Regions from separate parts of the Zea mays genome. Here region 1 is linked to region 2. The links are chromatin contacts, called in public Hi-C maps. All regions are on one chromosome and are shown on one strand. Each heading gives the region's core, a stretch centred on a gene start, on an enhancer-like site or on the middle of the called end of the contact. The rest is flanking DNA. Distances are from core to core; before and after follow the strand shown.

What was found. A called contact is a pair of places that touch in the nucleus more often than the background predicts.
Region 1: a contact with region 2 is called in a Hi-C map of ear, with 2.0 times the contacts expected there. The contact joins the promoter of LOC100216694 here to the promoter of LOC100281637 in region 2. A contact is called at or near these places in 2 of 25 Hi-C or Micro-C datasets (ear and root tip).

The regions. Positions count from the first base shown.
Region 1 is chr1:52,909,125-52,915,282 of Zm-B73-REFERENCE-NAM-5.0, forward strand. LOC100216694 (Exostosin family protein) reads left to right here and starts at 1,318. Exons shown (of 2, transcript NM_001143100.1): 1 at 1,318-2,289; 2 at 3,531-4,402. The coding sequence starts at 1,489. The coding sequence ends at 4,091. LOC100276044 (Uncharacterized conserved protein UCP022280) reads right to left here. Exons shown (of 8, transcript NM_001363290.1): 8 at 5,741-6,099. The coding sequence ends at 6,010.
Region 2 is chr1:52,765,806-52,771,797 of Zm-B73-REFERENCE-NAM-5.0, forward strand. It overlaps LOC100281637 (lipid binding protein), which reads left to right and starts at 1,829. Exons shown (of 2, transcript NM_001154556.2): 1 at 1,829-2,366; 2 at 2,792-3,054. The coding sequence starts at 1,931. The coding sequence ends at 2,925.

The sequences.
Region 1 (6,158 bases), core at 68-2,567, 140 kb after region 2:
AGGGCGAGGTGTGTGGAGGCAGACGCCTCCACCTTTGCTCGGCTGGGGCGGTAAAGTCTGAGCTGTTGATTGGGCGGCGAGCGAGGGGCAGGATCTGAGAGGTGAGGATTTAGGGTGAGTGTCGTTGGTGGAATGGAGGAAGAAAGTATAGGGCATAACCCAGCGCGCTCCCATCGATGGAAGGTGAGTGTCGTCGGGGAAGGGGATCGCGGGGGCAACGGAGTTGATTGCGGGGGCGGCCGCGGCGACGCCATGGATGGAAGGGCACACTGGGGAGGCGCGATTTCTCCGTAAACCAACAATGGAAACCCTTGCGCGAGCGGTAATTGCGGGCTAGATTCGGCCGCGGGCGGGGCTGGATGCGGCCTCGGGACGCGGGCTTGGCGGGCGGGAGGGATGCGCGGCGGTGCGGGGCGCTGGAAGGGACGCGGGCGGAGCTGGATGCGGCAGGGACGCGGGCGGGGCTAGATGCGGCAAGGACGCGCTGGATGCGGCAGGGACCGCGGCCGACAGAACGTGCACCGGCTGTTACTGTGGACGCCTACGTTAGGATTATAATAGTAGTAGAGATAAGAATATTCTCTGTTCGAACTTTCGAAGTTGTTTAGTTTTATGTCCCTCGACCAAACACGATTAAGGCCTTGTTTAGTAGAACTTCGCTCTATAATTCTCTATCTTTGAGAGTTAATGCTATAATAGAGTGATTTCAAATGATTCTCAAGTAGATTTATTTAACGAAAACCGTTTGGTAAATTGTGGGTGACGTGATTTCTGAGGGGTTGGAGTGTGGGGAGCAGGTTAGAAGCATCGAGAAGCATATTTTTTTTAGCTCACACTCTCTAGTACAAAATGGAGCAACTCAGTTTTTAGCCGTTTAGCTTTCTAAAGTGATTATCGTTGAGACCAGAGGTATGAGAGCTCCACCAAACACCCACTAAGGTCCGTTTGGGACAGCTCCAGCTTCAAGAAATTTGGTGAAGTTAATGAAGCAGGTAATTAGATGCTCTAGAAAATCATGGAGCTAGAGCTGTAAGCCTTTAAAAACATTTATAGATCTCATTTTATTTATTATTAGATTAAAAATATTTTTAAAAGTATTTATATTAATATTATAAACTATAGTTCTGCACTGGAGCTAGAACCTAAAGCTGTCTGAAGCCATCCCAATACACCGGGCCGTTTCGTTTCGCCTGGCTCGACAACCAAATAGGAGTCAGGAGAATCCCCGGCCGCCCGTGCCTTTCCGCCTCACCACACGAGTCACACGGCTCACACCCACACCGCGCCGCACCCGTCCCAGCACCCAACTCAACCGCTGCTATCAGCTCCAGATCCGACCGCCTCGATCGGGACGCGAGCATCTCCATAGCGACCAACCGGCCGCCGCGGGTGACCAACCCAGCCGCGCTTTCCCCCGTCAGATCCCCTCCTAGCCAGCCATGGCCGAGCCCCGTTCCGCCCTCCGCCCGCATTGCCACTGTTAGTGCCATGGCCACCGCCTGCCGGAGCCCGCTCGTCTGGCTCTTCGCGCTCGCCGCCGCGCTATTCTTCCTCTCCTGGTACCTCCTCCTCAACTCCGCCGCGGGCCCAACCGCCGCCCGCCGCCCCAACCAGGGGCTCCGCCTCGGCGGCCCCGGTAGGAAATGCGACCCCGCGGAGGCGCTGCTGCGAGTGTTCATGTACGACCTGCCCCCCGAGTTCCACTTCGGACTGCTCGACTGGAAGCCCCCGGGCTTCGGCGGCGGCGTGTGGCCCGACGTCAGGGACGGCGTGCCGGACTACCCGGGGGGGCTCAACCTTCAGCACAGCATCGAGTACTGGCTCACCCTCGACCTCTTGGCCTCCGAGCAGGGCGCGCCCACGCCCTGCGCAGCGGCGCGGGTGCGCCACGCGGCGGACGCCGACGTCGTCTTCGTGCCTTTCTTCGCCTCGCTCAGCTTCAACCGCCACTCCCGGGTGGTGCCGCCCGCGCGGAACAGCGAGGACCGCGCGCTGCAACGGAGGCTCCTCGAGTTCCTCGCCGCGCGGCCTGAGTGGCGCAGGACCGGCGGGCGGGACCACGTCGTGCTCGCGCATCACCCCAACGGTATGCTCGACGCGCGCTACAGGTTCTGGCCCTGCGTCTTCGTGCTCTGCGACTTCGGGAGGTACCCGCCCAGCGTCGCCAACCTCGACAAGGACATCATCGCGCCCTATCGGCACCTCGTCGCCAACTTCGCTAATGACACCGCCGGATACGACGACCGGCCGACGCTGCTCTACTTCCAAGGCGCCATCTACAGGAAGGATGTGAGTATACCTTGCTAATTACTCATCTCGTCGAAATTGAATCTTTGTTGGATTAGTCGCATCTAATTTAATAATAATAACGTCAGCATGCCTCTTTTGCTTAAAGAACTCTGTTTTCCAAGTGTTCTTCCCTAAAAAGAATTGAGAATGTTTGCCATGCCCATGTGGCACGTGCACTCCTTTTCGTTCCGCAGCTCCTACTAGTAATGGCTAGCATGGCCCTTTCCCTCTGTGTGCCACTTACTTTAATTTGCACTATTTCTGGCCACTAGGTATGCACTGATGGAAATCGATGTATGCTTCCTTATGAATTGGAGCGTTTTGCCCTGCCTATCAGTAACTAGTCCAGCTCATACGTAGGCGATCACTTCTCCCGGTCCTATGTGACCACGATCAGCGTACTTGGCTCTGCCTTTTCGCAACAAGTTCAGTAATACATAAGTAGTAATACAATTCAACAAGTGATCTATGTATCATGTAAACATTTCCATTGACAATCAAACGTGGATTATGATGAGGACATCATCCACTATTACCCGTTGGCAAAGACGTAATTGACCCAGTTGGCCCAATTGTAGTCGGACGGTGACCGTGTGAGCCTCAGAATTATCCCACCTCGCTTAACTTGGAAAGAGGAAGCCACTTTAGAAGGGAGAGCCACTCTTCCCCCATTGGACTAGTCCTTTGGGACGATTGGGCCTTTCCCTGAGTTGGGTGTGTATAATGAACTGTTGGGCTCCGAGCAACCCTAATTTGATGGGCCTCGGCCAACCCCACCTAGGCTGGGTGTATCATCTGGTATCAAAGCTAGGGCCCATTTTAAGAAGGTGGGAATGATGAGGACATCCTCCACTATTACCCGTTGGCAAAGACGCACCCAATTGTAGTCGGACGGTGACCGTGTAAGCCTCAGAATTATCTCACCTCGCTTAACTTGGGAGGAGGAAGCCACTTTAAAAGAGAGAGTCACCCTTCCCCCATTGGACTAGTCTTTTGGGGCGATTGAGCCTTTCCCTGAGTTGGGTGTGCATAATGAACTGTTGGGCTCCGGACAACCCTAATTTGATGGGCCTCAGCCAACCCCACCTGAGCTGGGTGTATCAGATTAGCTATCAGGACGTGGGTTGTAGTGATTGGCATAAGACATTAGGCTCTTTGAGTAGATGAACCATGGAAAATTGTATGCAGTTCACATATATATTTGCTATTCTACTCACAATTTTCATTGCGCAATGTTGTAGGGTGGTTCCATTCGGCAAGAACTGTATTACCTTCTGAAAGACGAGAAAGATGTGCATTTCTCATTTGGAAGTGTAGCTGGTAATGGGATCGAGCAGGCAACACAAGGTATGCGGTCATCCAAGTTCTGCCTCAACATTGCAGGTGACACTCCATCCTCCAACCGCCTCTTCGACTCCATTGTCAGTCACTGTGTTCCCGTCATCATCAGCGATGAGATTGAGCTCCCGTTTGAGGATGTCCTCGACTATTCAAAGTTCAGCGTCATAGTACGTGGCGCAGATGCAGTCAAGAAGGGGTTTCTAAAGAGCCTGATCAAAGGGATCAGCCAAGAAGAGTGGACACGCATGTGGAACAAGCTAAAGGAAGTAGAAAAGCACTTCGAGTACCAATACCCATCTCAGACTGATGATGCCGTGCAGATGATATGGAAGGCTATTGCTCGGAAGGTGCCCTCTATCCGTCTGAAGATTAACAGACTACGGAGATTTTCTCGGTTTGATACTAATAGGACAGATGAAACTCTACCCAGTCCTTCTTGGCTACAGAATCAGGCTTCTTGATTTTTGGACTAGCAAACTCCAGCTTTCACCATGTTTTCAATCCTGCCGAAACAAGAGTTGATACTGAAGACCAAACCTTAATCGCATGACTGGGGGCAGATGTTACAGCTGCAGACATTAACGGAGAGTAAAGTTGAAACACTCTAGCATAACAGAATTACATATCCAATGGCACATCATTTTTCTTCATTTTTCTTACTTAAGATTCATCCAAAATGTCCTTGGCTGCAGACTAAGGACAATGAATTTTGTATGAAAAGCTGTACATTCTAGGCGGCAATATAATTACTGACCAGTTACAGTTGCTGAGCATTTTGGGTTGACGTCCACTAGTCTAAAGTCACATAGGGAAGGTTCTGCAGATGGAGAGAAGGGAGATGTAGGTTATTAGCTGGAGGATTGAGATCGGTATATGGCATTCGGATAGTCATATGCCACTAAGATAGGGGAAGTTAGATAATAGCCTCTCTTCCTCCACTTGTTTTACGGTTTCACAGACTGGTATGTTCAATTGTTTCCTCCACTTGTTTTATGGTTTCACATACTGGTATATGTTCAATTGTTCATCAAGTTCTGGTGCCCACTGGTTACCTTTAGAGCTGGTTTGGTGGACAGGGAAATAGAGGGGATCCACGGGAGAGGAATTCTTTCGCTATTCAATTTTAAATAGAGAGGGGATTCTTCCCCATTGAGCCCCTCCATTTCTCTGTCCGTGGGATTAAGGTCTTGTTTCGATACTCTAGTATTCACCTTAATTATTGAGATGGATTGGGATGTAAATTAGTTTAATTTACGTTTTAATCCACCTCAATACATTTGGATTGGGTGAATATTAGAGTAGCTAAACAAGGCCTAAGAGGGAGAAAATACCTTACTATTCAAAATGTATGATGACAAGGAAATTGGAAGGAACCGAGAGTCCTCGATCCCCTCCAATTCTGTCACCAAACCAGCCTGTCCCTGCCAAGTTTCGAATCTGGCCAAAGAAATGGCTTCCAGTTTTTCTATCTGGTCCAAGAAATGGCTCTCAGAGTGTCAAAGCGGAGGAAGTGCAGAAATGCTCGATGGAGTGCGGTGGCTGTAGAAAGAAACGAAGAGATCGATTACTTTGCTTTAGATGGAGTACATTGGCTATAAAAAAATGGGAAAATTCTCTGTGCTGCTGCAATTTTGTTCAAGTGTTCTATCGCTTTGCTTGGAGATGGTGTTCTTGGTCGACATATAAGTAGGTATAGGTATAGCCGTATAGCTGAACATTTATAGAGCAAGAATTTTGCACCTTGTCAAGTTATATCACTATTACCAGCAAATGGAAGTGTGGACAAGCTGAATTTGTATCCTGTACTGCCAATTTGAGACTGCCTGATGGCAAGGTAAACACGTCGTCCTTCGGCGAGAAACGCGATGCTAATCGTGTTTTCCATAAATGATAAGGATTATTCATTACCAATGGATGGAATTTTCCCCCTTCAAATTTGTGATCCTCTTCAAGATGCAAAAAACCTGAAAAACGATATCAAACAAGACTTCAACACTTCTGTCGCCTCCTGTAGCAGCGCCTGCATTCTGTAACTATTTGTTTTTTTTTTCTTCCGAAACGGAATAGCAGAATTGTATACAGGAAGCACAGCACCCAAGGTGGAACAAAGTTTTTCCTTGCAATCGCATATATAAGATAGTAGCCATCAGCCCATCTGCTTCCCAGAAACGAGCAATGCTCAACGTTAAAGTGATAGGAACAATTTATGGTTGTGATGAGTTACCATGTCTGTCCTAGCATTCAAAATGCTGACAGAAAATATGGTTAGAATCGGAACCTGTCTAACCAAAACGCGCACCTCACGGTGGATTCACAGTTTATTGTACGGGAGGACCAAAAGAGGCTCTATGAGGGGAAATGTACAGACGGTGCAGCAGTTCAGACACGGACACCATATTCAGATATTTTGTTGATCCTTTCCTGCAAGGCACACCTCTGGTTCTTCAAATCGGAGGCCATGGAAGCCACCTGATGGACGAAACGAAACGAAACAGTATTTTAATCGGCACTTGACACAAGGGCAAAGA
Region 2 (5,992 bases), core at 579-3,078:
CGGAAACCGATTTCGAAATTTTTCGATCGGATTCACCGGTAACGGTATTTTTCGAAAACGGAATCGGTTTTCGGAATTTTCTATCGGAATCGGTACGGAATCGGCGTGGTGTTTTACCGACCGTTTCCATCGGTTACCTGTTTTTGTCGGAAATTACCGGAATTGTCTCTCGGAAATTTCCGGAATTGTGTCTCGGAATTTTTTTCGGAATTTTCCAGCATGTGATTTTTTCGCATCGCCTATACATTTTTGGATAAGGATTACTTATTTTTGTATTTTTTGGACGCTTTAAGATTTATTTAGGGTTAGATGTTGTTGGAAGGCAGTTGAGATTAACGATTTGGTCTCTCGAACGAATCCACCATTTTCTATGCATATGTTATGTATTAGTAATATATAATGATAGAGAGCCGACAGTCTGTCTTTTTCACACACTAGATTTTAGGGTTTTCTTGTGAGGCTATGAAAAAAACCTTTATGTGAGGAAAAAATATTTCATGAGTAAGCATGCCATGTCAACTAAATCGAGTGGATATTGTGAATTGTGAACTTTGAGTCTGTGAACTTGTGATCTTTATGAACTTGTTATATTGTGAACTTGTGATCTTTGTAAACTTTTTATATTATAAATTTGTGATCCTTGTGAACTTGTTATATCATGAATTGTGAACTTGTGGTATTTATGATCTTTTGTCAATTTTGTTTTATTGTGAAGTTTGATATGTTTACCGATCGTATTTTAGATTTCGACCGTTACCGGTGTATTTTCCGCACCGAACTTTCGTTTCCGATGTTTTCGAAATACCGATATCGTTTCCGTTTCCGGAGTTACCGTTTTCGATTTTGTTTCCGATAAAAAATATGAAAACGGTAATGGTTTTAGTGTTTACCGACTGTTTCCGACCGTTTTCATCCCTACTTGTGTGTACGTGCTAAGCGGAATCGGATCCTACAATCATGGCGCTATCGTGCCTTGACGATCCTTATGCTCAATGGTGTAGTTTTTTTCCCTGATGGCTGGACTCAAAAGAGGACTTGCATACCCTTGTGTGTTCCCAAGGAACATAATTGATTAACTTGGGTTTGCAAAGCGTTACGGCAATGTTTGTTTAGGACACAGCTACGGCGGCAAGGTTTATTGGAGGGAGCGGCTTGTCATGGCCCTACCATTTCCCAACCGTTGGCCGTTAGGCAAGAACGCTATCGTCACGACAACCCAGCTTAGCGTTGCCCAGACATCCCCATCACTCGCTCGGCCTACACACGAGCACAGACTAGAGATGGCAATGAGTACCCGCTACCCGAAACCCGGTGGGTTTTTGCTCTATTAGGGTATGGATTTGAGTCAATTTCTATATACATGGGTTTGTTAATGGGTTCAAATGGAAACCCAACGGGTACGTGGGCATGGGTTTGTTCTTCCACTACTCATACCCGCAAACCCATGGGTTTTTAAAACCCGCCTTAAAATCATCATTCCTTATAAATATGTCTCATAATATTATTAATTGAATATGTTCTAATTGAAATAAACTTCATGTAACAGATTTTAAGCTAAAATTAGTTATTACTTGTTCCTTTTATCCTAGCTTCTTAATGTATTAATTGTTATTTACATGATGAATTATTTTTTATGTTGATCTTAGTGGGTATGGGAAACCCGTTGGGTACCCGAAACCCGCATGGGTATGAGTTTGGGCAAAATTTTATATCCGTTATGGGTATGAGTTTTTTAGCGGGCGTATTTTTTCTTCGCGGGTATGGGTTTGGGCCAGTAATACCCAGCGGAGCACTGACGCACAAATGGACACACAGGCGCACGCTGAGCAGTGATCTCCCCATCCCTTCCCCACATGTCAAACAGAGCACAGACCACAGCCTCCTCCGGAAAGCAGGAATCCCAAGAAGCAGCGACGGCGACGGCGACGCCATGGCTCTACTAACGGCGCCACCCGCGGCGCTGGTCGTCCTCGCCGTGGCGGCGGCGCTGCTGGCCCTGCTGCCGCGAGGGAGCGCGCAGATATCAGCACCGCCGGCGGGCGCCCCCGCGCCGTCGTCGTCGCTGGACTGCGCGGGCGCGCTGCTGAACCTGACGCCGTGCCTGACGTACGTGGAGCGCCGCAGCGCGCTGACGCGCCCGGAGAAGGGCTGCTGCGGGGCGCTCGCGGCCGTCGTGGGCGGCGACGACGCCGCCTGCCTGTGCGCGCTCCTGGCCGGGAACGGCGTCCGCGTCGACACCGTGCGCGCGCTCGCGCTGCCCACCATCTGCCGCGTGGACGCGCCTCCGCCCAGGCTCTGCGCCGCGCTCGGCATGCCCGTCGCCGAGCCGCCGGGCGGAGCCGCCGCGGACGCGCCGATGGACTCAGGTACGTACTTACACTACACGGCGCGCTCTGGTCTGCCGGTTTTCGATAAGCTCGCGTTCTACAATGATGTGGGCTGCCTGCCTCTGCCTGGTGGGAATTAGCGACCGATTAATAAACAACTTTGAAGGCGTCGTAGGTACTCTAGGGAACTATCTTGTCAACTCTGCGTGATTTGCCTGCCTAGACTAGATTCTCTCGGGTACGGTACCTCAAAGCTTGCGATACTGTCTATTGGTTGTATTGTATTTGTAGGCGTAGCTAATAAAAACTACATTATATTGGCTGGATTGTATTTGTACGTCGTGAAACCTTGCGATACTGTGCACTGCTGCACTGGTAACAAAAGCAGTGGACTAATCAACCCCCTCCCCCACGCGCGCGCGTCCTGCCAAAGATGTCGGCACTGACAAGATCTCTCACCGCAGGGTCCGACGCGCCGTCGACCACACCGGCAACGGCGGCCGCGAACGGCGGTCCGGGGGCCTCGAGACGGCCGTACATGGTGGCTGCTCTCTCGCGCGGCTGTCTCGTCGTCATCCTCTCCACGCTGCTGCTGTAACTCTCGTAGGCGGCACGGCGCTCTCGGCACCACGCACCGTAGAGCTGCCGCGCATCTGTACAGGTGTAAATGTACACACGCGTTCCGCCGGTGATGGAATCAATTCGGGCGTCCCGTCCATGCCATCAACGTCCGTACCCAGTTGCTGTGAAAATGCCTTTTTGGCTGATCGCGGCGCCAGCCCCCAGCCGGCCCCGGACCCAGGCCAGGCAAACATCAAATCAGCACAGCGGCGATAGATGCGAACGTCCCGGCCGACAGCCGCAGGACGCAAAAGCGCGGGCGTCTGACGTGCCGAGACGCGTGAAATCGTTGAAAGGCGGCTTGCGGGCACGCGGCGGTTGATGCCTCGCGCGCCCCGGCGCCGTTTCTACGACACGCAGGCTGGCTGGAGGCCCTCCCTCCATGCGGCTCGCCGCGCGTACACGGGCTACGTGTGACGACGACCGACGACGACGAGCTTCCTTTTCCTCTGCTGGTGCCGGGGTGCGTGTGTCCGTATGGCACGGCCCGCAAGGCCGCAAGGGTACTGCATACGGGACTGGCCGCTGGTGGCACCGTCGTGTGACCTGTCTCTCGCCCGTGGCTGTCCTGGCCGCGCCCAGTGGGGCTCGCCGGCGGGTGGATTCTCGCTGTCGAGCTTGAGGCTAATGAGCTGGCTACGTTCGTCGGCCTGCCGTCTGCTCCAACTGATTGATTGCCCTGTTTGTTCTTTGCCTAAATTGACGACCACGTGACTGGTTCAACCCTTCCGCCGCACCCTCGGGTGCATGGATGCGATTTTAGTTTTTCATATAATTCACAAAAAATTAATCATAGCTAAAATTTTATTATTATTTTTTCAAAATTTAATATCAAATCTAGTTTATTTTTCGCCGGTTTTAAAATATTTTTAGATTTAACAAATATGTATTTATAAATTTATGGTCAGATTATTGTCATACTTATATTTAAAACTTTCATATCAAAGTGAGCACGAATTTACAGAAAGTAGATTGATTAAAAGACGATATAAAGGTACGAAAGTCTTTTTTTCACCGAGTGCTGATAATGAAATATGGGTAGACTGTCTATTCATTTCAAAAAGTGATGGACATGCGTGCAAACTTTAAAAACACAAGTAAAAATAAAATTATATCTCGAGTAAGAACAATCCTTCAATTCGATACTACGAATAGTATCGTAAATTTTCAAAAGAAAAGAGTATAGGACACTAGAACCAATCCATCCAGTCACAAAGCCCTCGCCCCCACGGCCACGGCCCACGAACTCAAACAGTATTTCGCGCGTCACGAATCCACAGGAAGCAGGCCGAATCGGGGTGACAGTGTTGTGCAGTTGCGTTACAGCATGCAGGCCCGGCATTCAGCCTTAAAGCTATTTGGGAGAGAGAAAATCGAAGCTAGATTGGAGAGACTAAAATTGTCTTATTATTCAATTTTGAATAAGAAATAATTTTAATCCTTCCAATCTACTTCGTTTTTTCTCGCTCTCAAACTAGTCATGGTGCTGGTTCGGTGACCAGAGAAATGGAGGGGCTAAGACAGAAATTCCCTTTCTATTTAATGCCATTGCACAATGATGGTCATTGATTGCACTACAAAATGGTAGTGCAAGGATCAAATGTGATATTGCTTGACGTTTTGGCGAAGAATGGATATAGGGAGGATGATTTGTGGTCCTTTGATGGTGTTGGATTTGATGAATGACATGCAAGGTTGATATAGACAGAATACCAATCAATATGGTATTGGACAATCAGTTGACATAGGAGCCACTTCATCCTTCTCCAATGGCGGTTTGATGAATCAATGTGGTGTTCAGGAGGCATTGTCAACAATGACTTTGATGTGGGGTTATACGAGCAGGACGAGTGAGAGGAACATGAGGAAGAAAGGATCGCTACTAATGATAGCATCGATTCAGATTATCTAAAGAGAACAGCGATGATTATAGAGAAGGTACCTCAAAAGAGAGGTGTAACCATTGTTGAGGATTATTCGAACGGTGAATTTATGTGATAGGTTGCGAGACCGTGAACTGAAGGTAAATGCATAGAAGATTCGAGGATTTATACATGTGTGGACTCTTAGCATGAGATAACACCCTACATTATATGTGCGATAGTGGTCAATACTAGACTACTAGTGCATAGCGCATGGCTGATCTGCCACACTTGTAGGTCTTCCTCGTCAGGCAGAGTAGTTTGTAGCATTGTTTGACCATGTCAGTAAGATTAATATAGGCAAACAAGTTAGTTTTGACATAAAAATACTATGTTATTATTTTAAGAAATATTTTTCAAAAAAATGAAGAAAACCGCTTACGAAGTAGTACTAGCCTTCCATCACATGGGCTGCTGAGCTAGTGGGTTTCATGGCATGTTGCCATCCCGGGACAAGACATGTGTCGTTTGGTTTACGAAATGTAACGTAAATGGTAACGGTAATGATTCACACTCGAATACCGGTAACAAGTTTGAATAGGCCGGTATTCATTTCTAGTGTGGTATTCGATTACGGTTAGAGATGTCAATGGGGAATTCCCCACCGGGTTATAGCATCTCATACCCATCCCCGTCATGTTTGATCCATCCCCATACCCATCCTCATACCCATCATGGGTACAAAACTCATCCCATACCCATACCCATTCGGGTTTCGGGTCCCCAATGGGTCCCCATCCCCAATTAAGGGATAACTAGGTACTAACATGTAGCACAAACAATCTAGATTTCAGACATCACTACATCGGCAAGCACTCATTCATGAACCATGATCCATTCATCCATCCATCAGAAAAGAAATAAGTACTTCGAGACCGATATAAGAAATGGAGAAATGGAGTTTGCTCACCTTTCTTGGTCACCATCTGAGTTCGTTGGCGCCTGAGAATTCATGGTCGTCACCGTCGTCTGGGCAGGGCGTAGCATATGGCTGATTATTTTAGGGTTTTGTTTTTTGCTAGTCTGCTAGTTGCCTTGTTGGGCTAGGACCTGGGGCCTGGTGCACTGTCGTGCTGGGCTTGGTGGTCGGCTCGACCTCAACTCATTCATACAAACACGACA